Regions from separate parts of the Sus scrofa genome. Here region 2 is linked to region 1. A link is a contact called in public HiChIP or PLAC-seq data. All regions are on one chromosome and are shown on one strand. The core of a region is the stretch at or near the end of the contact, and the rest is flanking DNA. Distances in the headings are between cores, read along the strand shown.

Region 1 (7,857 bases), core at 3,186-5,685:
TTTATTCTTCCATAGACCTTCACAATTTTCTACCACACACACACACAGACACGCATACACAAAGTTTTGAGCTACTAAACCAAAATCTAGAAGAAATACCTAATGAACGACTAAACATTGGATTTCAACTAAGTTTAGAACTGAAACACAGGATCTTCCTCCAATCAATGGGTCTTGCAATTGATTAATGCCCCAGGTCCCTTCTCTGGAATTTTTTGGGGTGTTTTTTTTTTTTTTTTTTTTTTTTTGGTTTTTTGGTTTGTTTGGTTGGTTGGGTTTTGGGAGGCATTCACAGGGATTAAGTAAGGCAATTACTTCAAGCAGCAAGACCTCTGCTTCTCTCTTCCTGAATGGTAGTGTGAGTATGCACCTGTACCCATGTAACCTTAAGCTTTGAAAGAAACTACAAGTGACTTAGCAAAGGTAGAGGTCAAGGAGCCCTACAAGAACTTCTTCATGAAGTATGCTCCAGAAGTGGTACAAAGCCAGTCTGCCTCACCGTATACTCAAACTGAATTTAAATGCTAGAAACATTTCTGTCCCCAACCTACAGACTTTTCTCAAAGGTCAACTACAGCATGTTAACTGCCAAATCCCAAAAGCATTAATAATAATGGGCAGTGCTAGAGGTCCCTGGTGGCCTAGCAATTAAGGATTCAGCATTGTCACTGATATGGCTTGAATTCAAACCCTAGTCTGGGAACTTCTGCATTCTGTGAGTGTGGCCAAAAAATAAATATTTATTTATTTTATTTTATCATTAAATTAAAATCTCCTTTTTAAAAATGTGGGCAGTGTTGCACATATTCTTAAACTTCAACAGGGTCCACAATCATTTCTCAGTCTTCATATTTAACTACTTCTCTGTAGTATTTGACCACTCTTCCCTTTTTGAAAATAGGGAACCAGCACTATCCTTCTTTCCCTGCTCTGACTATAACTTCCTGTTCCTGCATGTCCCTACAATGTAGGTTTTAGGCTTTCTGTCCTTAAATTCCATTCTCTATGAAATATCCTTGCAGTATTCATGTCTCACCTTGCATTCAATTCCCCATTTTTCATTCATCATTAAACCTGCCGTTTCTATGAGCTTCAGAGACATTCTATCACTTCAAATTTGAAGGTTCCAAAACAGAACTTGGCATTATTACTACCTACCTTAGCTCTATTTCGACTAATAATAAAGTACTAGCATTGCCAAGGTTTCACTCTGACTGAAATTTCATGTTGTCCTTTGAGTCCCTCCCTCACCCTAGCCCCACAAATCTATGTCAAATGTCAAGTACTCCTCTCTTAAATTCTCAAATCTGTCATTTCCTTTTCAGGCCAAGTTCAGGCACTATTTGCTTTTAAACCTGGGCACAAATACGGCCATCCTATTCTCCTTCTAAGTGCCTCTGCAATTTATCTTACACAACACCCTAAAACAGTCTTTTAAATCTCCTATCATTTTATCACTCCGTACTTTAATGGAAGAGCCTATTTCCAAAGGCTCTTTATTTCCTTTATAATAAAATCCAAAACCCAATGACTTCTGCAATCTGGTTCAGGGTATCTTTTTAAAAACCAGAAAACATCAAAACGGGAGCTTCAGAAATCACGCAAAAGAGGAAACTGAAGACCAAAAAGGGTAAGTCTCTTACTCAGACCAAAATCAAATTAAACTAGAAAAAAGAAACTTAAACACTTAAATTTGCCTGATTATAACATGAATTACAACAGGGTGCTGAATACAGTGCCACATTCTTCCCCTGTAAATTCTGATTTGGTAGATCTGAAGAGGATCACAGCAATCCATATTTTTAAAAAGCACTAGGTGAGTCTCATCTTCAAAGAAGTTTGATGAAACCTAACCTAGATCTTGCAAATCTTCTATACTCTTAGATCATATCAACTTATCTTTCAACTACTATCCTATAAAGATTCTTTTCTACCCAAAAAGCTGTATTCACTGTCTCAAAAATACCTTGTTTAGTGGTTACATCATTCTCCCCCGACCCAAATGCCTAAACCTATCATTCCTTTCTATTTTAAGTGCTTCAAAAATCTTTTGACCTGTCTTAATCAATGCTTCCCATATAACCCAAAAAATCAAGTATGACATAGATTTAATTTGTTTTTAATATCCTGCTAACAACAACAGGAAATTCAAGAAGAAAAATATGTAAAAGAATATCAATTATTAATGTTGGTCTTAGCCTGAAAGATAAATGCTTTAAATACTAGCCATTCGGCCAAAAACAACCCAATGTTTAAAAAACACTGAAATCAGAGTATCTCTCACTTCTTTTATACCTTCATATGCTACCATCATCAGATGACTGAATGTGTTTCTACCATGGCACTTAGAGGGTAGAGGGGTGGTAAAGAAAGCAGCAGGGAAAAAAAAAATGGCCTTAAGTTTTTTTGTTTTGTTTTTTAATATACCTAGAGAGCTTAGATTAGATACTTTCCTCTATTGTTACACTTTTCATAAAACGAGAAAAAACTCATTCCATGGCAGCTTCAGCTTCTCACTGATTTCCATTTATGCTGTAATCTATAATCTACAACATTAAAATTAGCTGCTGATAAAGAGAATACTAAAATAAACCTTAACCAATGAATCAGAAAGAGTCTTTCCAAGCAAAAAAAGCCAAAGACAAGCATTAAAAAAAAAAAAAAAAAAATCAAGCCACTTCACTTACAAAGTGAGCCTCCCCAGAGATATTTAAGAGTAAATTTGATTTTATATTTAGTATCTAAAAATAATCAAAATAAATCTTTGGTATAATATGCACTATACTGGATCTTAATTTCTCCAGTCTCAAAATATCCTTAAATTAGTTGAGTACATAAAGAATTTAAGATGTTATTAAATGGACTAAGGTTCAAATTACAAATACAGAGCCTAAAAAGTTGCAGAATAGGCCCAGATGTGACTTTTCGCCTATTTTTTAAAGCCTATATTCCCTGTATTGTTAGCACTACTATCATTTTTACTAATCAAAAACTAGTGTAGCAATTCACCTTTCACTTTGTAATGCTAATGGTCAGAAAGATGAAGAAATAAAAATCCTTCTCTTCATTAAATTCACACATAAAAAACCATAGAGATAAAAATCCAAAGACGTATTATTTTCTGTTCTTTAAATTGTAACTATAAAAGCTTTCCAATGTCTCAATATGAACAAGATTAAGCTCATGTTTTCCCCACAATACTTTATTGAACAAATTTTTAAAAGAATACTGTAAAGGTTACTGTAATTAGCTCCACAGATTGCTTTTAGAAACATTATCACCAACCCTGCTAAAATTCTGCTATAGAAATAAATAATGTTTTAAATTATAAAACTTGAACATGGCCAAAAAAAAAAAAACTGCTTGTGTGGAATGTCTAGTTGGACTACTTAAAAATAGCTCTAATAATTTTTAAGACAATTTATTGTAACGCCAGGTATACAGTCTACTACCTTCCCTTTTTCTTAAAATGGCACATTTAACCACTGACATAATAAAATATTTTTTAAATATTCATTACACTTATGCGCTTAAATTCTTACACAATCCCGATCCACTGAGACTTGAAAGGATCTGGGCTTTCAAGGGGGAGGAAAAGGGATCAAGATCACTGATTGGTTATTACAAGGACAAGGGTTAGTGACTTAAATATAGACACACATTTAAAACTACCATGTATACATTTTAACCATTTTAAGATATACAAAATTATAATCTAATTAAAAGGCCACTGGTAGTAACTTCAAAGATTTAATAATAAGATTTCCAAAGAAGAAAACGAGCTTATTGTAAATGCAAGATCTTGCTACCTACAGACCTTTGGATAGAATTTCAACCATTCCGAGAGTCAGCTTTTTAAAAAAATAGTCACAGAAAATATGTCATTATGAAATACAAAGATGGAAATGTAGATTCATCACACCAAAGTGACCAACAAATGAAATATGTTAAAACTAAACAGTTTACAATGTGCAATATTAAAGAATAGAACCTAATCAAAGATCGGAATGCAGAGACTAAATCAAATGCCAGTGAAACAGAACAGCATGACATTTTCTCATACATAACCAAATGCAAAAACATTTGAAATAGCTCTTTTAACTCTTTACTCTTAAACCTTCCACAGGCTTCATTTGCAATCCAAAATATATCTAAATGGCAAAGCTTATTCATAGAAATATTTTGTTGGTTACATAAAAAAAACTGAATAAAGGTTAAAAAGCAGATATACCCTTGTCCTTCCAATTTTTCTTCTGACCGTCCATCTCTTGTCACGATCTGCCCTCCAGATGCAATTATCAATTATGCATACCAACAGAAAAGCTGTAACTGCAAAAATCTACCCCCTGAGACATGAAATATGTTTCCTCAACCGAAGTCTGCAGTCTCCTCTGCTGCACAACTGCAGTCACCTGACGCCTTCTGGGTGTGGAGCAGTCTGACGCAGTGCAATCTGTAACTAGGCTACTAATACTCAGGCACTACCGCCTTCTATCTGTTTATTGTTCTAGTCTTTTGCTTGTTGCTCAGACCAAACAAAGCTACTTTTGCAGGGGGAGGGGCAAGCTACCAAAAGAAAGAAAAGGGGGTTGTTCTGGCAGAGTTAAGCATTGTATATACTTGAAATACACTTCAAGCCATGTGCAGTTTTTTTTTTGTTTTTTTTTTTTGACAGGGGAATTTACTGATGGTTTTCAGCTTCATTTAAAACTTTAAAATCAATAGTTACCTGATAAGATAAAAATGGACTGATCCAAAGAAGGGTAATAACTTAAATTTCAAGTCTGGTAAATGCTGAGTCTCTTACTTGCTTCTAAATAATCAGCATTTTGCACCCTTATAAGGAAGGGCATGACAGGAGAATCATGAAGTCAAATTATTAATATTTATTGAATATATGTTAAATTTCAATAGAAAAAAATTATATTCAATTTTAGCAGTTGAATACATATTTCTAACGTAATATTATTTTTTTCTTCTGTTACAACTATGGAAATCCAGAGACTTGCAAATATATACTTATTCTTATCACCTGCTCCAACTCAATCTTTCAATAAATATCTATTAGACACCACTGCAGGTACTATTAATAGACTTGGCTTGAGGAGAAATATTCATGTGCTAATTATATCATTTGCTTTGGGAAAAGGATATAATAACAAGCTAAAATTTTACTGATAAATACAAAGACAAATCCATAAAGAATTCCTGAAATTTTTGTTCAAATTTATGAAACTGGCATTCATTCCAGTGCAAAATATTAAGTCTTTACTAATGTTTCACAACTGGTTTAACTGATGGTTTACTGGTTTAATCATTAATCATTAAGCAGAAACATATAATGACAAATCAGCGAAAATATCTTCAAATGTGCGATATATTGAAGTATCATAAGATATGCAGCCTAAGGACGAAAGTACATACTTCGTAAGACTATACAGGTACACTTGAAATAGGTATAGTATTTTTTGGAACTTCCCATAAAACTGTGTAGGCTGCAAAACTCTGCAAAATCCTTCATATCAGAAGCAGCCTGAATATCAAGGGACTCAGTTCTTTGCCTCTATGCCTAAATGCAAACATAAATAAAGCGGAGCAATTTTTAAAGAGCGTCTAGTATTCTCAGTTCAAAAGTTAATATTTAACTTTATTCACTGAACCCCTGCAAAATGTGGTATTTGAGAACACTGTCACCAACTCATATCATGGCTGAGAATGTCTGGCCTCTCCATGCAACAGTTAGAAATCCCAAACTAGGCAGTAAATACATAATATTTCCAAAACAGTATTTCCTAATAATGAATCCCTTAAGGCTGAAGGCCAATAAATACTTTAGCATTAGAATAACACACTCAAAAACAGCACCCAAACACTGTTTTCAAATCAGAGATTACTACACTAATAAAAGGGGGGTGGGAGGAGATTTCTTGAAGCAAAGGTATTACCATTCATGTTATTCACATTTTCTGGTACTGGACTAGGTTCAATAATTTTTAAAAATCATCTGAGCGAATAAGAATGTGTAAATTCATTTACCTAAACACTAAATATACTTAATAGCTCCCCTGGCAGATTAAAAAGTCAAACTAGGAGCCCTGAAATTTAATCTTATATATAGCAATATCTAATTTTTTTAATTTTTATCATCTTGGGAATTCAGGCTATTATATTAAGTTACAGGGAAAATTAGCTAAGATAAATCAATTGACATTTTGCCCATTTCTTTCCTAGAAAGTTTTAAAACTAAAGTTGTTTTAAGCTTGGTAATCTAAGAGAAATGTGGTTAAATTTGAAAATCTTGATGAGACAAATGTGCTAAAAAGGTAAAGTCATCGGGCTAGGCTTATTGTACTAGGAGGAGCAAATAAATGACTTAGTGTATGCAAAAGACCTTAGGACAGTGCCCTACAAAAAGTGACCCTGTGCGCTAGCTGTTTACTAGTAAACTACAAGGAGACAAAGTCTGTAAAACACATATAAGAAAGTGCATATATTATGCCATTCAGTCTAGGCAATAACACAATAACCTCTCTGAACAGAAGAACCCCTCTACACACACACAAACTATGGTGCCAGGCTATCTGGTTCCATTCTCCCCCAGCTGAGAAAAATTTATCTTTGGATAGTTTATAGGTCCTATTTCATATCAAATCTCAATAGGCAAACAATGAACACAAATCTGTTTTTTAAAAAACCCTCCATTTATTTTGTTTTCCTTCAAGTATTTAACATTTTGTTTAATGAATGAAAAATTATTCCAAGGATTATTTCCAAACAGAGCAGATACATACCTAGTTGATTATTTTGGATAAGGAACCTATTTTCCTCCCTTAAAAGTAAAGGCTTCCAAAGGGGGGGACCACAGAAGATCCCTTCATTTACAATGCGAGCAAATAAAAGTGCTATTTGAATTCTAAGTCCTACTGTGTATTATGTATAGGGGGTAGGAGGAGGGTTATCCTTCTTCTCCTGAACTCAAAATCAGCCTAACAGAGAACTTCTGAAATAAAATTTCAGAGTTCATGATTGGCAACTTCCCATTCCTTCATGTCCACATAACCCAGTACCTCCCCTAGCATGTCAAAACCCAACACCCCAAACCTCCTCAAGCATATCCCTAATTCCTTTCCAAAAGGCTATCAGGCTCTAAAACTACATACACTTTATGTTTCTCTTCTCTCATATCTCAAATCAAAACTCTCATTTTCTTAGTGCACCTTATCTCATTAGCGGGAAAATTATATGATTAAGTCTTTCAAAGGAATAAATTCCTTTCTCTATAATGCTCTCATAAATACTGGGGAGGGGTGCAGAGGCTTATATCTCAGTGGCAGGATCTCAGACAGTGGAAGACTGTTTTTGGAATAGACAGCAATATGAAAGCTGTAAGACCGCCCAGCTCAACTCTCCCAAGATATCCCTCCTTTATCATTTCATTCCTTCCTCTAATTCTGAACCCCAGAGAAACTCAGGTTTTTGTCTTGCTTTGTTTGCTTTTCAATGTTAAGAGATCAAGGGAAATAAGTGAGAGAGAAGTGGTCATTCGGACTGAAAGTGCTACTCTCTAAATTGGGGGTTGCTTGTATACAACTATTGATAGCTAATACTTCTCCTTTCTGGCAATAGATAATAGAATTTTAAATATATATATATATATATGCACACACACATAAATATTACATATATATACACTATTTTTAAACTTATTTTAAAATTTATATTATTCAGAGCTATACAAAAGCATGAAACTAAACATATATCTCATTACCAAAAGATATTAATGCTGTTTAACACCATACGCTGTAATATAATGCCCTCTATGGACTAAATTATAGCACTTCAACATTAACTACTGAA
Region 2 (7,857 bases), core at 2,550-5,049, 100 kb before region 1:
GACAGCTTCCCATTTAAACTAGAAGTGACCAGTTTCTCTTTGGAGAGCCACTTGTTCCCCAGAGAATTCCAGCTACAAACACCTTTCAGATACCTGCACATGGTCTGGCTTTTTGCTTTACTAACAAAGCCTTTTTTTTCTTTTCTTTTCTTTTCTTTTTTTTTTTTTTTTTTTTTTTTTTGTCTTTTTGCCATTTCTTGGGCCACTCCTGCAGCATATGGAGGTTCCCAGGCTAGGGGTCCAGTTGGAGCTGTAGCTGCTGGCCTACACCAGAGCCACAGCAACTCGGGATCCAAGCTGCGTCTGTGACCTACGTCACAGCTCACGGCAACACCGATCGTTAACCCACTGAGCAAGGCCAGGGATCAAACCCGCAACCTCATGGTTCCTAGTCGGATTCGTTAACCATTGAGCCACAATGGGAACTCCTAACAAAGCCGTTTTATAATTAGTCCTAAAAAGCAAAAATTCAGTAAACAATCTGGTCTGTTTTATTGTCCCATATCTAATTTATTCTTTACACTGCTTTATAGAGTGATAAATGAGAAGAATCAGATTCATTTCCCCCATTGTTCATTTGTTAAATACTGTTTCATCGCAGTTATTACACTAAGTCAGTTAAGTGTGTTTCTGATAAAACATCAGCATGTGGAATTGGTCCAGTGCTTGTCAAGTCCCTTCAGTTTTCTGTGTTCACTGGATAGAACAATTGGTGAATTAATGCTGACCGTGACCTATACCCAGGACACTTGAAATGAAGATTTAGCTCTATTTCTGCCCTGCCAAATGCTGGGCATTCAAAGGACTAATATGGAATAATTAATTAACAGGCTATTGCTGTCTAATTCCTCTGACAGATAGGTGGTAACTACATCTTTTAGAATATGGTTTTATTGATGAAAGTGGTTCGTGTCGTAATCAAGCTGTTGAATGAGAAGATACGCATATACTGTGTTTATTTGATGTCAAACAGGATAAAGTGAGGTCAGCGCATTATTCCCTCAGACTTTCTAAGTCAAAGGATGTTTGGCATCATAAAAACAAACCTTAGAAGCATGTGAATCCATACTTTACTTTCCAAACAGATGCTTTAACATCATGTAGGCCCAGCTTTAGATTCGAATTCAAATGAAATTTTATTCAGTGCAATCATTTTAGCTGAAGGAGGCTCCTACTGTGTTTATTCATATTTGCACCTGTTTGGGAGCCTCTCAGGCCGAATGTGCAGCACAAGCCTGCAAAAGGGCTAGCCAAGAAGCATGGACTGACTTGATGTTGCCTCGTTTCCTCTCCCATAGGGGCACATGGAGGGAGAAGTGTGGGGGCTGGCAGCTCACCCCCTCCTGCCCATCTGTGCCACAGTAAGCGATGATAAAACACTTCGGATCTGGGAATTATCCTCCCAGCATCGTATGCTGGCGGTACGGAAACTCAAAAAAGGTATGCGACATCACCTTACACATCTCTAAAAGTATTTACGACTGAAAGTATTGAATTCACTATTCATTCATTCAGCTCATATTTACTGAGAGCACCTATTATACGCCTGAGTATGCTGGGCAACGGAGGTTTAGTGTTCGTCTCTGTATAGCTATTCACATGTAGCATTGTGCCAGCAGGCTGGCCTGACCCATCAGTACCCAGCTCTCGTCCTCACTTCATTTTCTTGCACTGCACAGACATTTGCCACCTGGGGGCAATATGTCCTTCCTCTTCTCATCTAGAACTGTGGGAATCAGTTTTTTAAAAAGCATCAGCTCGTAAAGAATACAGTTTGTTTTTATGTCTGCCAGTCTCCAGAACTGATTATATTACTGAACAATGAAAGGCAGCATAAAACTAATAGTTAATATCAAGACATGAATAGATATGTGTTGAATACCTATTCACATTAGAACTGAAGTAAAGCAAGAAGTCCAAATGCAGCAGACATTGATTAAGTGGCTTCTTTATATCAGGTTCTGGGGATCCCAGGAGGAACAGTCACAGCTCTAGGGCCAGAGATAGACAAGATTCTAAGAGAGTCCCAGCAGCAGCTGGTCCATTCAAATTGGGTAATTTGAGGAGAGTCTCAAAATGGGACTGTTTATAAAGGGGCGGGCAAGGTGTAGGGAAGTGACCAGGGCTCGTGCAGCACGGTGCTGCTGGTAATAGCCAGGCACCACTACCAGCCCTGGGTCTGCAGGGGCAAGAGGCAGGGAGTTGCTAGAACCTTTAAAGTAAGAGCTGTGTGAGAGGACAGGCTGGCAGGAGCTGTGGCCATCAGCCTGGAGACTCAGCGGCATGCAGTGACCCAGCAGGGAGGCAGCCAGGGGACCTGTGCCCCAACTCCCCATCCTCTATCCTCCTTTCCCTGAATCCCTCCCTCCCGTCTCCTGCTCCTTCCTGCTGCCCCTTGACCAAATGAATCAGAAGCCAGAGGGCGAGGGAGCCCATTGATAAGAGTTCACACAGGCCAGCTCTGGGTCCAGAGCAGGGTGGAGAGTGGGTGAGGACAAATGAAAGATCTCCGGCACAAAGGATAAGAGCAAGGCACATGGCCAGGGACAGCTTCATCAGGGAAGAAACATGAGAGCTGAGGCTCAAAGGATTTGTGAAAGTTAAGGCAGAAAAGGATGAGATTGGGGTCTGGCCCTAAAGTGTTTATACATAGACATGGGGAATGTGTTGTGCTAGGAAGTGAAGGAAAGGTGTCAGGACAGTAGTGGCAGCCAGGATGGTGGCTCTATTGCTGAGCCAGTGACTTGCTAGCACTTTGCCTTTGGCTTTCATGAACCCAGTGAGTAAGGCCTTTATTATTTCCACTTACAAATGAGGAAACTGAGGCACAGAGAACTTGTCATTTGCCCAAATTTGCAGAACTAGTAAGAGATGGAACTGAATTCAAGCCCAGGCAGGGTGACTTCCGAGAGCACACCTGTGGGCACTGCAGGGCACTGCCCCCTCCACCATATGTCTCTCTCTACACTGGGCTTCCAGGTCTTAGTAAGTGGTGGGTCCAGGATTCCAACCCAGGGCTGACCCTAAAGCCCATGCTCTTACCCACTACAAGATCAAATAACTTGGCCACGAATTTATACAGGGTAAAAGGACAGACCAAGGCCTCACTGTGAGTGACTTGAATTTCAGATAGTGGACTTTATTCACTAGTTTAAAAATTAGTTCAGAAGAGCGACTACTAACACATCTTAGATAGGATGGCCATTCAGCATAGTTCACAGCTGATATCCTGGTGTAATTATTAATAGCTCTCTCTTTCACTCTCAAGTGTCCTGGTTCATACAATAAATTATTATGCTTGACCTAATCTAATGAGTCTCCTCAAAGGCAGACTGGTCTTTCTCTTCTTTCTGCACTAGTACATGCCTGATCCATAGTAGGTAAATAACGGCAACATGAATGGGTGGAGAAAGGGAGGAAAGATAGTTTAGAGGAACCAATTTAAAGTTACTGGTGTGAACGTGGCTTTCACATGCCATGAACCATGGCCAAGGGGTGGGTGTGGAAGCTCAGTTTGGAACGCTGTACCACAAGGCTGCATGACTGTCCCATTCCTGGGCTGTGTTCACCAAAGTCTTGACAATAAAAACAGGTCGGAGCTGGGTGTACTCTTAAATAGGATTCCTATTAAATATATCCTCACAGCGTCCGTACTCCTCATTCAAAAGTGTCTCCCTGTGGAGTGGGAGCAAAGCAAAGCAGTGGAAAGCATTGCTCATGTAGCAGCCCCAGCCCAGACCTGGTTAGTTTGGCAGACACTTCTGGAGAGAATGTCCACGTTCCATTCTTCTCATGACAGCAGAGGCAGGAACAAAATCTTCCACCTCGAGAAGCATGCATGTGGTCCGTGGATCAGGGAATTAGAGTGCCTAAAAGGACAACAGAGTGCTCCAAGCAAGTTTTGTGTGTGAGGCATGATATTAAAAAGAGTTTCCAGAAATTTTATTACAGAGCTCCTGTTCCTAAGTATCACCTCTGGGTAGCAGAAATGTTGGTTATATTCATCCTTTATCCCTTTTCTCCATTCACTCCACTTATGTCTTGAAAACTCCAGGTATTCAGATACAAAGAAATGAATGGGTAAACCTCAAAGAAATTGGAAACTTATTTTTCATATTATGACCGTTGTCCTTGGGTTTGGAGAGAAGAGATGCTTTATATCATGAAGTATTAGCTGTTCTCACAAGTCGTGTTAATGTAAAGACACGGTCTCATGTTCATGCACGTATGCACATTACCCCCCTCTCTTTGTGTGGCTTGTTTTATAGCAAAGTCAGAGATCATAACGATGCTCTTTGTGGGTCCTCCCATAGGTGGAAGATGCTGTGCCTTCTCCCCTGATGGGAAAGCCTTAGCAGTCGGCTTGAATGATGGGAGTTTCCTGGTTGTAAATGCTGACACTGTTGAAGACATGGTCTCCTTCCATCACAGAAAAGAAATGATCTCTGACATTAAGTTTTCAAAAGGTGAAGATGGCAGCAAAAGACTGTAAAAAATAGCTTAGGACCCAAAGTTACAAGACTGGACTCTTTTTAAATATTTCCTTGACCCTTAACCCATTTAAAAATGCTAATGTTTTGGTGTTAACCATGCATTTTCCTTTACAGACACAGGAAAATACCTTGCCGTGGCATCACATGATAACTTTGTGGATATTTACAATGTACTGACAAGCAAGAGGGTTGGCATCTGTAAAGGTGCTTCTAGTTACATTACACACATTGACTGGGACTCTAGAGGTAATGTATGTTGTGGCTTTTAAAATATAATTTGTTTTTTAAAAAGTCATGTCCATCCTTATATTGTTCCCAGAACAAATGCCATTTGAATTTTAAAGAAAAACAGGGGGGAAACTCACAATATGAATGGTTTTAATTTTATAATCCAGAGGCAGCTGCTGTTAACATTTTAAGTATTTTTCCATCTTGTATTATTATTATTATCATTATTACTACTACTACTACTACTACCACTACTGTTATTATTAAGTCAAGCCATTGGGTTTTAAGACAGTCAAAGGTATGTGATGCCAGAGCAAGCCACCAGTTCACATCTGTGTATGGCACGCTGTATCCTTGCCACACTATATCGACTCCTCACTCCTTCCCCTTTTCCTACCAAATCTCATCTCCTGGAGAACTGTCCAAGAAGTTTCTAGTAATTTCCATCCTCCATTGGAGGTAGAAAACTGCGTTCAGCTCACCTAGACTTTCTCTGCTCTCTAAAACTCCCAACCTTCCCCCACCTCCTCCAAGTCATGCCCACAGATGTCATAGGGATTTGTCTATTTATTTATGTAACAAATCTAACTCTTAGCACATGCAAAGTCTTAAACCAGAAAATGTGGAGGATCCAGAATGGAGTGAGACGCGGTTCCTGCTCTCTGCAGAGTTTAGAACTTTGTATGGGAGTCATACTTGTGCCTGAACAATACAAGAGCACAGACTAGGTAAGGCATGGTTATAAAGGTGGGTCAAGGGGAAATGGTAAGCGGGGGAAAGGGGGTTTCCAGTGGGCCAAGCAGCGTTAACCACCCAGGTGCAGCATCAACCACCCAGGTGCAGCATCCATGCTTCTTTAAAAACCCATCCAAAGGATTTGGCTGATGTTGAGTCCAGAGCAGGCATTTAGGCATAGGCAAGCTCTCAGCTTTCAGAGAAGCTTTAATCCATTGTGGTAGAAAGTGGTATTTCTGAGGAAAGAACCGCCAGGAAAATCTGCAAAGCCTTTATAGAAGGATGACCTTTGAGATACATCTTGAAAGATGAGTACAAGTTCAACAGATGATGAAGTGTAAGACAGACGAGCATTCCAGGCTCAAAAGGAACGTGGTGTACCGCTGTGTGGAGGTAGGAGGAACAGGGGGGATTAAGAAACAGTGATGCTGAGTGGCTGAGGGCATGTAGAGCAGGAAATGCGTAGAGGCTGGCTGAGGCAGCCAGTAAAGGACTGTTACTTCATGCTAAGGAGTTTAACCTGAGCTTTATCCTGCAGGCATTAGTAACTCTGAGGGATTTAGAGTGGGGCATTCCCTACCATCTAGAGGAGGGTAAATGAACCTGGAGCTGGAAAGCCACTAAAATAAACCAAGAGAAAAAGGTGATGAGGGCCTTGACCAAAGAGAGAGTATTTCAGAGATGCCAGAATATTTTTATCTCACTTATTGCTTGAAGTAGTGGCCAAAGACTGATCCATCTGCCAGGCAGGGGTTACTTATTTGAACTTGATTTAAGCATTACAACCTGCAGGCGTTTTCCATCGCACAAGAGATGGGAGGGCACAGCATTTATTGTGGGAGGTGCAAGTCCTGACAAGAGCAAAAAGAGATCAGATAAGTCCCTCTCACTTTCACGCCAAGGCCATCTGGACACAGTGCTGAAGGCTGAAGCTGGCACTTAGGTTGAGCAGGACACTGGCCGCCTGGGAGGCATTTTGAAACCAGGGAGGCCTGGGCCGGGGGGATGGGATGGAAGCAGCTGCTTCTCAACCCCCTTCTTTCCCATTCTCTGCTTTATCTTTTTTATTTTTTTTTTTGTTTGTTTGTTTTTAGGGCTATACCCATGGCATGTGGAGCTTCCCAGGCTAGTGGTCTAATCAGAGCTCTAGCTGCCGGCCTACATCACAGCCACAGCAACACCAGATCCAAGCCACATCTGCGACCTACACCACAGCTCACGGTGACATCAGATCCTTAATTCAATGAGCAAGGCCAGGGATCAAACCTGCGTCCTCATGGATACTAGTCATATTCGTTTCCGCTGAGTCACAACAGGAACTCCCCTTTATCATTTTTTTAAAAAGCAAGGATTTCACCCTATCTGTTGCTGACTAACATCCCTAGATATGGCCACTTTTGAAAAAGATTTAGAACAGTGAGGGTCATCTTTATCCATATGTAGAATAGAGTGTGGTGAGTTTTATTTAGAAGCCAACACACACACAGATATACACACACACAAACAAAAGGCTTGACACAACATGTGAATCCCACCATCACAGTGACTGTTAGGCAGTTAAAACCACTTATTATTTACATTTTATGGAGTGAAGGGGCAGGAGAAAATGGGACATAGGAAGAACATCATGTTTTGATTGGGAAGGTTTCTTTAAATTATTTTAATTAAGATAAAATACACATAACAAAATTTACTATCCTAACCATTTTTAAGTTTTTTATTTTAGAGTATAATTGGTTTACAATGTCATGTTAGTTTCAGGGATACAACAAAGTGATTCAATTATTTATATAAATATAGCCATTCTTTTTCAGATTCTTTCCCCATGTAGGTTATTACAGGATATTGGGTAGAGTTCTTTGTGCTACAGAGTAGGTCCCTGTTGATTATCTATTCTTTATATAGTAGTGTGTATATGTCAGTCCCAAACTCCCAATTTAACTCTTTCTCCCATGTTTCCCACTTGGTAACCATAAGTTTGTTTTTGAAGTCTTTTGTGTCTGTTTCTGTTTTGTAAATAAGTTCATTTGCATATTTTAAAATTAGATTCCACGTATAAGTGATATCATATGATAATTTTGTCTGTCTGACTTATTTCACTTCATAGGATAATCTCCAGGTCCATCCATGTTGCTGCAAATGGCATTATTTCATTCTTTTTTATGGCCAAGTAATATTCCACTGTGTGTGTGTGTGTGTGTATACCACACTTTTATCTATTCCTCAACTGATGGTCATTTAAGTTGCCTCCATGACTTTGCTGTTGTAAATAGTGCTGCAATGAACATTTGGATGCATGTATCTTTTCAAATTACATTTTCTCTAGATATATGCCCAGAAGTGAGATTGCTGGATCATATGGTTATTCTATTTTTAGTTTTTCCATACTGTTCTCCACAGT

Evidence for each region. HiChIP or PLAC-seq counts read pairs in DNA pulled down with a chosen protein or histone mark.
Region 2: a contact with region 1 is called in an H3K27ac HiChIP or PLAC-seq map of skeletal muscle. The contact joins the enhancer-like site here to the promoter of RTN4 in region 1. A contact is called at or near these places in 9 of 47 Hi-C or Micro-C datasets (embryonic fibroblasts, fetal liver, heart right ventricle and 3 more) and 1 of 2 datasets of contacts at active chromatin or transcription factors (skeletal muscle).

What each region holds. Positions count from the first base shown.
Region 1 is chr3:86,212,413-86,220,269 of Sscrofa11.1, reverse strand. It overlaps RTN4 (reticulon 4), which reads right to left and starts at 4,435. Exons shown (of 7, transcript NM_001129963.1): 1 at 4,232-4,435. The coding sequence starts at 4,265.
Region 2 is chr3:86,316,368-86,324,224 of Sscrofa11.1, reverse strand. EML6 (echinoderm microtubule-associated protein-like 6) reads left to right here. Exons shown (of 42, transcript XM_021087539.1): 22 at 1,299-1,440; 23 at 4,314-4,466; 24 at 4,608-4,739. Among named protein-coding and RNA genes, the nearest start is that of RTN4, 100 kb to the right of the region's middle. Within about 2 kb of position 3,799, at least 9 of the 83 cell types and tissues checked have an H3K27ac peak or open chromatin away from gene starts, as enhancers often do. A contact at or near this core is called in liver and skeletal muscle, where this site is marked.